Linked DNA regions of Mus musculus: regions 2 and 3 are each linked to region 1. A link is a contact called in public ChIA-PET and Micro-C data. All regions are on one chromosome and are shown on one strand. Each heading gives the region's core, a stretch centred on a gene start, on an enhancer-like site or on the middle of the called end of the contact. The rest is flanking DNA. Distances are from core to core; before and after follow the strand shown.

What was found. A called contact is a pair of places that touch in the nucleus more often than the background predicts. ChIA-PET counts read pairs in DNA pulled down with a chosen protein or histone mark.
Region 2: an RNA polymerase II ChIA-PET map of effector CD8 T cells shows a contact between it and region 1, with 140 read pairs. The contact joins the enhancer-like site here to the promoter of Specc1l in region 1. A contact is called at or near these places in 3 of 39 promoter capture datasets (the C10 cell line, embryonic stem cells and liver), 4 of 484 Hi-C or Micro-C datasets (CD8 T cells, Th1 cells, macrophages and 1 more), 3 of 115 datasets of contacts at active chromatin or transcription factors (CD8 T cells, effector CD8 T cells and embryonic stem cells) and 3 of 9 other capture datasets (adipose tissue, liver and pancreatic islet).
Region 3: a Micro-C map of the G1E-ER4 cell line shows a contact between it and region 1. The contact joins the enhancer-like site here to the promoter of Specc1l in region 1. A contact is called at or near these places in 11 of 39 promoter capture datasets (the C10 cell line, cranial neural crest, frontonasal cranial neural crest and 7 more), 7 of 484 Hi-C or Micro-C datasets (CD8 T cells, the G1E-ER4 cell line, Th1 cells and 2 more), 3 of 115 datasets of contacts at active chromatin or transcription factors (CD8 T cells, bone marrow-derived macrophages and embryonic stem cells) and 2 of 9 other capture datasets (adipose tissue and embryonic stem cells).

The regions. Positions count from the first base shown.
Region 1 is chr10:75,210,652-75,213,351 of GRCm38.p6, reverse strand. Specc1l (sperm antigen with calponin homology and coiled-coil domains 1-like) reads right to left here and starts at 1,279. Exons shown (of 16, transcript NM_153406.3): 1 at 1,133-1,279.
Region 2 is chr10:75,281,475-75,284,174 of GRCm38.p6, reverse strand. All of the region lies in intron 13 of Specc1l (sperm antigen with calponin homology and coiled-coil domains 1-like), which reads right to left. It also overlaps the pseudogene Gm46234. Among named protein-coding and RNA genes, the nearest start is that of Adora2a, 34 kb to the left of the region's middle. Within about 2 kb of position 1,269, at least 76 of the 459 cell types and tissues checked have an H3K27ac peak or open chromatin away from gene starts, as enhancers often do. A contact at or near this core is called in CD8 T cells, Th1 cells, effector CD8 T cells and 1 more, where this site is marked.
Region 3 is chr10:75,300,753-75,303,452 of GRCm38.p6, reverse strand. The region is part of intron 13 of Specc1l (sperm antigen with calponin homology and coiled-coil domains 1-like); the gene reads right to left. Among named protein-coding and RNA genes, the nearest start is that of Adora2a, 15 kb to the left of the region's middle. Within about 2 kb of position 1,307, at least 85 of the 459 cell types and tissues checked have an H3K27ac peak or open chromatin away from gene starts, as enhancers often do. A contact at or near this core is called in CD8 T cells, the G1E-ER4 cell line, Th1 cells and 1 more, where this site is marked.

The DNA of each region.
Region 1 (2,700 bases), core at 30-2,529:
TCATTCCAAACCTTTAGATAGAACTGTTGTTGCCTGTAGTCCACAGCTGATTTCACCTCAAGATTTAGCTTCCTGAATGACAAGAAGCCTTCCTGGGCTCCGCGATTTGTTTTTTGTTTTGTTTTTGTTTGTAGTTTGAGACAAGGCCTTACTCTGCAGCCCAGTTGGAGCTCATCCAGCCTTGGCCTCGGGATTACAGGTGTAGGCCAAACTTTACGATTCTCTGTCATGACAGTCAAAGGGTGCCCCCTCACCCCGCCGCACTTTAGGACTGATCTTCAAGAGAGTGAAAACAAAAACAAAAACAAAACAAAAAACAAACAACAAAAAAACCCAAAACAAAACAAAACAAAAAATCAAGGATGCCTGCATTTGAATGATCACAGAAATTTTTGTTTGGTTTTAGGCGGCTAAGCCCACCAGAAACCGATTTCTTTTCTAGTGTTCTCTGGGGTATCGCCACCATCTATCTATCTCTCTCTCTCTCTATCTCTCTCTCTCTCTCTCTCACACACACACACACACACACACACACACACACACACACACAAGCCTCTAATGAAAATGCACACACACACACACACGCCTCTAATGAAAATGCAGCATTTCTTCAACAACACACAGAAACATCCACATCCAATCTGACATAATTAGCCAAGTCTCAAGAATAAAGAACACTGCCAGCTTCCAACAGCCAGGTCCTAACACTGCAGGGCGCAGCCTTCGGGGGACCTCCGCTCCTGCTCCCCACCCTCAATGCACCAGATGGGGAGGCAACCTGTCCCAGCCCAGGGCAAGGAACTAGGATGAATGCCCGGTCTCTCCCGACACCACAGGGAACACAAGCACCAGGGTCGCACCCAGCCTCTCCGCAGGGATGAGACCCCCAGCCAGCTGGGTACCACGCCAGCCTGGGTTCCCGGGGGATCTGCGGGGCAAGCTGTGAGGTCCGCCCGGGCAGGAGACGGCGCAGGCGCGGGATGGCTGGGGATGGGGGGGGTGACGAGGGGGGACAGCGCAGGCGCGGGGCCGCCAGGGTCTGCGGGGCCGCCCGGGCCTGGCCGCGCGGGCGGCGCTGAGGAGACGAACGTGCCCGCGGCACAAGCGGAGAAGACCCTGCCCCGGCTCTTACCGCGCGGCACCGCCTCGCTCACTCGCTGGCTCCGGGCTGGGGCCGGGCGGCGAGCTCGCCCGGTGGCGCGGCCCGGTCCGTTGAGTCCGGCCTCAGGGCAACAGCCAACCCCACGGCGCCGCTCCCTCGGCCCGCCCTGTCTCCCTTGCGGCTCCCGCCCTCCGCCCGCCCCTTATCCACCGGTGCCGCCCCCTTCTACTCCCCGCGCATGTGCCGTGATCGGCGCCTCCCTGGGCTGCTACTGCGCAGGCGCCAGCTGTCACACCTCCTCTTCGCGCTGAGTTCTGGACCGCGCACGCGCTGTGCTAGTCGGCGGTGCAACTAGATAACTGCAGTCTTTTGTGCTGGAAGTGCTCCTAGTCTCTCGTTTTTCCTCCAAGGCAAATAGGTCCGCTCTGGTTGAAATGTATGTTTACAGTGTGCTGAACCCGACAGTTGAGAAAAATGCACATGCCAGGCACCCATTATGTTCCCAGCACATGAGCAACACCGGTCCCTACTCCACCCATTAAAGGGAACAAGATCACTAGCATTATAAAGTTAAAGAGTTCTATAAGCTTATGTAATTCCTGTGTAGTTTTTATTTTACTTTTTAAATTTGTAAATGGCTCTATTACTATAATAAAAGCACCATGACCAAAAGCAACCTGGGGAGGAAAGGGTTTATTTGGCTTACAACTCCCAGGTCACACACCATCACTGAGAGAAGTCAGGGCAGGAACTCAAAGGAACCTGAAGGCAGGAACTGAAGCAGAGAAGCTTTGGAGAAACACAGATTGTTGGTTTGCTCCTCATGCCTTGCTCAGCCTGCTTTCTTATATCATCCAGGATCCCCTAGGGGGTCACACCACATCCTGGTGAGCCTGGCCTCTCCCACATCAATCATTAACCAAGAAAATGCCCTATAGATTTGTATATAGGCAATCTAACAAAGACATTTTCTCAACTGAAGTTCCTCTTCCCAGATAATGGTAACTTAGATCAAACTGACAAGACCTAGCCGGAACATTATTCTTTGATGTTTTCTTTTTAAGAATTTAATCTCTGATTCACTGGGCATAGTGGAACATGCTTTTAATATCAGCACTCAGGAGGCAAAGATGGATCATCTCTGTGAGTACCAGGCCAACGTGGTCTATATAGCCAATTCCAGGCCAGCCATTGCCACATGGTGAGACCCTGTCTCAAATAAATTAGCAAATAGATAAATAAATAAATAAATAAATAAATTTAAAGATTTTGTATATGGATATTTATGTATATGAGTACACCGTTGTTGTCTTCAGACACACCAGAAGAGGATGTCAGATCTCATTATACATGGTTGTGAACCACCATGTGTACACAGGTTGCTGGGAGCTGAACTCAGGAGCTCTGGAAGAAGCCAGTGCTCCTAACCATCTCTCCAGCCCCCCCCTAAATAAATAAATAAATATCTCTGAATGCATTTCTAAGAAAATTTACATGCCTCAAAATTCAAAAATCACCATTTCAACATATTCAGTACCCTACAATTCCTCACATAGTTTCCACTCCTCAATATCAATATCCCTTGACATCATTTATGA
Region 2 (2,700 bases), core at 20-2,519, 71 kb before region 1:
TGGATGTTTGCAAAGACTAAAAGTCTAACCCAACAGACAGTGGGCAATGCTCTGGCATTGGTTTGCCTTGCTTTCTTTGCTGACCTCTGCTTGCTAAGAAATGTACCCAAACTACTTCTAGAGGTGTTCCCGCTGCTTCCTGCTGCGTCAGCATTCTCATGCCAATCATGAGATCGAGCCCTCCTGCTGATCTGAGTGAACTGGACTGCTGACAATGAAGATTGGAATTGCCCCAAGGAACTACTTCTCAACAGGTCCATGTCCCTCTCTTCCTACTATCTATCTTACTCCCCTACCTTTGATTGGTGGGCTATAATGTCCCTCTCTTCCTACTATCCATCTTACTCCCCTACCTTTGATGGGTGGGCTATAAAGGAGGTTGAAGTGTTTAAGAAGCCTTATTAAAGTAGGTCTTGAAAAATCTAGAAGTCGCCTGTGAAATCACAATATAACTGAGGCACTTTGTTATCTTTGAGGGGGTTTTACTCCCTCAATAAATCAGAGCATCTAGGACCTTCCAACACTAATGCTCCAGAGTTAGCCACTCTACAGTGTTTTTAATGCATGGCAGGGCACGATTTAAAGTAGACAAAAGTATTTGTTAGCTAAAAGGTGAATTCACAGGGGCTTGTTTTGTAATGGATGGTTAATAAGATTACAGTCATCAGCACAGTAATTTGAGGATGCCACTTAAAAGAGTTAATGACAGAAGATATGGAATCTCTCTCCATTGATTAGACAGTTCCCTTGACATAAAGCATCCATGGTCCATTTAGGGGTCTGTGAGAACAGTGCATACTAAGTGTCACGTCAGCTTCTTCTCCACTCAACAATCAAGTGTCACAACGTGCCCTCTCTCAACAGAGATTTGTGAGGCAGCAGAGACCAAAGGCCTGAACCCACTGCTGATGCCTAAGGAGACACGTCACACATGCACACAGCCAGCCTGGACAGGGATTCTGGCACTTCTTACATGGTGTCTGACACATTAAGAACTCTAACAGATCAGTCTTTTAGTTTAAAAAGATTATGGGTAGGGCTGGATAGATGGCTCTGCAGTCAATAGCACGTACTGTTCTTACAGAGGACTTGAAATCAGTCTCCAGCATCCGCATTGGTTGGGACACCAGGACTGCATGATGGCGTCACTAGTGTCACTGAAGGAGAAACTCACAGAGGTTAAACTTGGAGAGCTGCTAAACTGGATAGTGATGCGGAATTTCAGCCCCAGTGGCATTATGGGAACCTCTCAGAGAGGTTACAGCCAGTATCACAAGTACATCAAAGTCCAGAAAGGCAGCGCTGTGGGTTTAACATGGTGTTGGCAGCCTGTGTGGTTTTCAGCTTCCGCTTTCTTATGAGGAACTCAAACATGATTAGTAAAGTAAGAAGCACTGAAAAGGGTCAGTGTGGAGGCACAGCTGAGCACAGCTGAGCATAGTTGGTACCCAGCCCCGACCCAGGAAGAATTCAGCTGTGGCTAAATCTCTAAATCCTGACTGAGAACCAACCTGCAATAAATGGTGACTGACTCAAAAAGAGTGGATGGTAAGATACAATCAAACTAAGGGCTGAATGAAATACAAACAACAAAATACAAAGAATCAGGGAAACAAAGAGGTGGTTCTTAGAGAAAAAAAAAAAAAAGACTGACAAATAAATACTTAGCCAAACTAAATAAGAGACAAAAGATCCAAATTAATAAAATCAGAGATGAAAGGGGGCACATTACAACAGACACTAAGGAAATTCAGAGACTCCTAAGGATAAACTTTAACAATCTCTACCGAACTGGAAAGCCTAAAAGAAATAGATGAATATGATATATACAATCTACCAAATTTAATCAAGATCAAATAAGCAATTCAAACAGACCTATAACCCCTAGTGAAACAAAAACAATAATTAAAAGACTTCCAACCAAACAATGACAAAAAAACCAAAACGAAACAAAAAACAAAACCCAGAAAAGTCAGACAGATTCAGCACAGAATTCAACATGACCTTTAAAAAAGAATTAATGGCAATACTTGTAAAATTGCTCCACAAACTAGAAACTGAAGAACACTTACTAATCCTTCATACAAGGCAACAGTTACCCTGATCCCAAAACCACACAAAAAACCCCACCAATAACAAGAACAACAACAACAGATCAACCTCCTTTATGAACATAGATGCAAAAATTCTTAATATAATACTTGCAATCTGGATTTAAGAACACATCAAATGCAATTTCCTCCATAATCAAGTAATGAACCATGTAAATACATTGAAAGACAAAACCCACATGATCATTTCATGGGGTGAGAAAAAGCCTTTGACAAAAGCTAATGTCCTTCCATGATAACAGTTCTGGCAAGATTTTTACAAGGACACAAAGGATACACCTCAAGATAATAAAGACACTCTACACTAAGACCATGGCCCATCAACCTAGACAGAGAGAAACTCAAGCATTTCCACTTAAATCAGGACCAAGACAAGGATGTGCATTAGTGACCAAGACAAGGATGCCCGTTAGTACATGAAGTCATAATAGAATTGAATGGCGCTTCCACTCCACTCCAATGGAAGGCGACCAAAGGAGACAAATGGAAGGAAGTAGCATAAGCACCTTTATTTGCAGATGATATGATTTTATCCATAAATAACTCTAAAAACTTCACCAGGTTTTAGATTGATCACTTTTACAGTTGA
Region 3 (2,700 bases), core at 58-2,557, 90 kb before region 1:
GTAGATGGGGGAGGAGGGCCAGGCCTCACATTTCCTGAACACGTAACTGATAGCAGCTGTCCCAGGCTTCAGGAAAGTAGATATATAAATGTCAGTCCACTCTGATGGTGAACCACTAAGCCTTTAGGAGACACCTGAAGAGTCTGAGTTGTCTATTCACTACAAAGAAGCAGGTACTAACAAATCCAATCTATCATCATTTGTGCCACAACAGCAAGATGAGTATGGCCTCCTCAAGTGGCTCTGTTTTCTGCAGGCCTAAAATAAGGCTTTATGAGCTTATCATAGAAACATTAAAGAAAAGAAAGACACAAAGGGAATGGCCAGGGAAAGGGGAACGAATCTGGAAGGAGCTGTATGTATGTGTGTTGGGGTGGTGGTGGTGGTATTATGATCAAAACACATTGTATGGAAGTCTCAAAGAACTAAATAGAAGGTAAAGGGGATTTGACTGACAACCTGAGGAGACAGTGATGACCTCAGGTCCGCACCTAAACTCGAGCTTACACGTGAGCCAGCACCAGGACCGGGAACTGTACCTGCTAGATGACGAGAGAGGAGGGGTGCTGGATGCAGTTGCTCTGAGGATCATTTACCCATTCCACGGACCCTCACCTGAGGCCAGGCCCTGGAGTAAAATAGAAGCCCACATGTGGACCTGACATAGTCTAGGGCCAACAGAAGGTTGCCCAGTGAAGTGTGGTTGGGTGGACTCCAAAGAGCCAATGGGAGCTGGCAGGCTGGGGCTGTGTTAGGGGGCTGCTGACTGTAGAGGCCTGTGGCAGCAGAGAAAAGGGAGTCAGGTTATGGATGTATGTGGGAGCTGAAGTAAATCCACGTGGAAACAGGTTAAATACATAAAAGGGAAGTGCATGGAGTGCCAAGGGTAGCCCTTAGCTTCTCTTGGCAGAACCAAACACCCGTAGTGACCTTCACAGAAGCAGAATTAACTGGGCACAGGGTTTGCACATACAAGGAGGTACATTCTGAGTGTGTTAACTTTAAGGTACTTTGTAAATAGACAGAGGGGGCCTCAAGGCATGGGTGCAGGGGTCATGAGAGAGAATTCAGTGAAAGAGTAAGACCATCGGTGTCCCCAGTGGAATCACCCAGGAGACACTGTGGGGCAGTAAGGGGAAAGGAGACCCTGGAGCTCTCCAAAGCAGTGGACATGCTGACAAAAAGCATTAATGGGGGCATGAAGAGGACCAAAGAACTGAAGAGGAACTTGTACGCAGAGGAAGAGAGTGCTGAAGAGATAAGGGTTGTGGTGCAGCTTGGTGGTAGGAACTTTCCTATCATTGCATGAGGGCCTGGGTGTAATCCCCAGCACCACGTAAATGAATGGAAATACACACAGGCAGAGGGCAAGCAACGCAGTAGTACTGCTCAGAAGCCAAGGGGACAGAAAACCTCTGCACTTATACAGTGTGAGCAGCCACTTGCGAGGCAAGCACAGCACAAAGGCCACTAACCTGCAACAGTGCAACCCTGCCAAGCACTTTCCCACAAAGATCTCCAGTGACATTCCTAGTTTAGAAAGTAGCTTCTGGTGTGTAAGACGAATCCTAACCTTCCAGGGCTGCCCCAGCGATGTGTCTACACTGCAGATGAGGAAGGACTACAGGCTGAGGATGTTACTCCCCAGCCCTACACGACAGCCGATCCATGTGTGTGGACATAGGTCTGAAGGCAACTTGCAAGAGCTGGCTCTCTCTTACCGTGTGAATCCCAAGGATCAGAATTAGATCATCACGCTGGGCAGCAAATACTCCTACCTACTGAACCATCTCACCATCCCCCAAAATAGTGCTCACAGGCAACACTGCCAAACGCTCGGCAGGTTCCTATCACCTACATCAGGCAGCCCACAAGTCCCTTCGCACCTCTGCCTTCCTCCCGCAGTCACAAGCACTTACCCACACACATACACACAATTAAAATTAAGATAAATCTTGGGGTTGGTTCAGCTTTTAAGCGCATGTGCTGTTCTTCCGAAGGACCCAAGTTTGGTTCCCAGCACCTACATCAGGCCTCTTACAACTGCCTGTGATTCTAGCACATTCAATGCCTCTGGCCTCCATGACAGCTGCACTCAACTGTACGTATGCCACACACACACACACACACACACATAATAATAATAAAAAAGATAAATCTTAAAAAAAAAGAAATATCTTAAAGGAACAACAACGAAAGAGAGCAACAGAGGCTGGGCAGGGTGGCAATGGTGCAATCCAGTATTCTAAGGCTGAGGCAGGGAGATGCTGAGTGTGAGGCCAGCCTGGGCAACAGAGTGAGCACCTGCCTCTTAAGCCAACAAACCAAGAGGGAGCTGAGAAATGTACTAGTCGTTATAGCTCCAGTTTTAGTTCTGAATTCAGACTTTGCACTTAGTTTTCCCATCGGTTTTGGGCTTTTCAACTTGGCAGACCAGTTAGTTCTGTGTCTGGAGTAGGACACAGAAACAAGTTTGTGATGTGTCTGTACATAGGAATTCGAGAAAGGTCCAATGAGAGCTCACCTGTGGTGACACAGGAAGCCAAGGCAGGAGGAACCAGGAAAGGCCAGCCTGGGCTACTTAATGAAACTATATCTTTAAAGAGCCACACACAGTTTCATCCAGGAAATGTCTTCAGTGTGAATAGAAAATACTTTTTCCTTGGTTACACGTGATGTTACCTGTCACACTACCTTGGA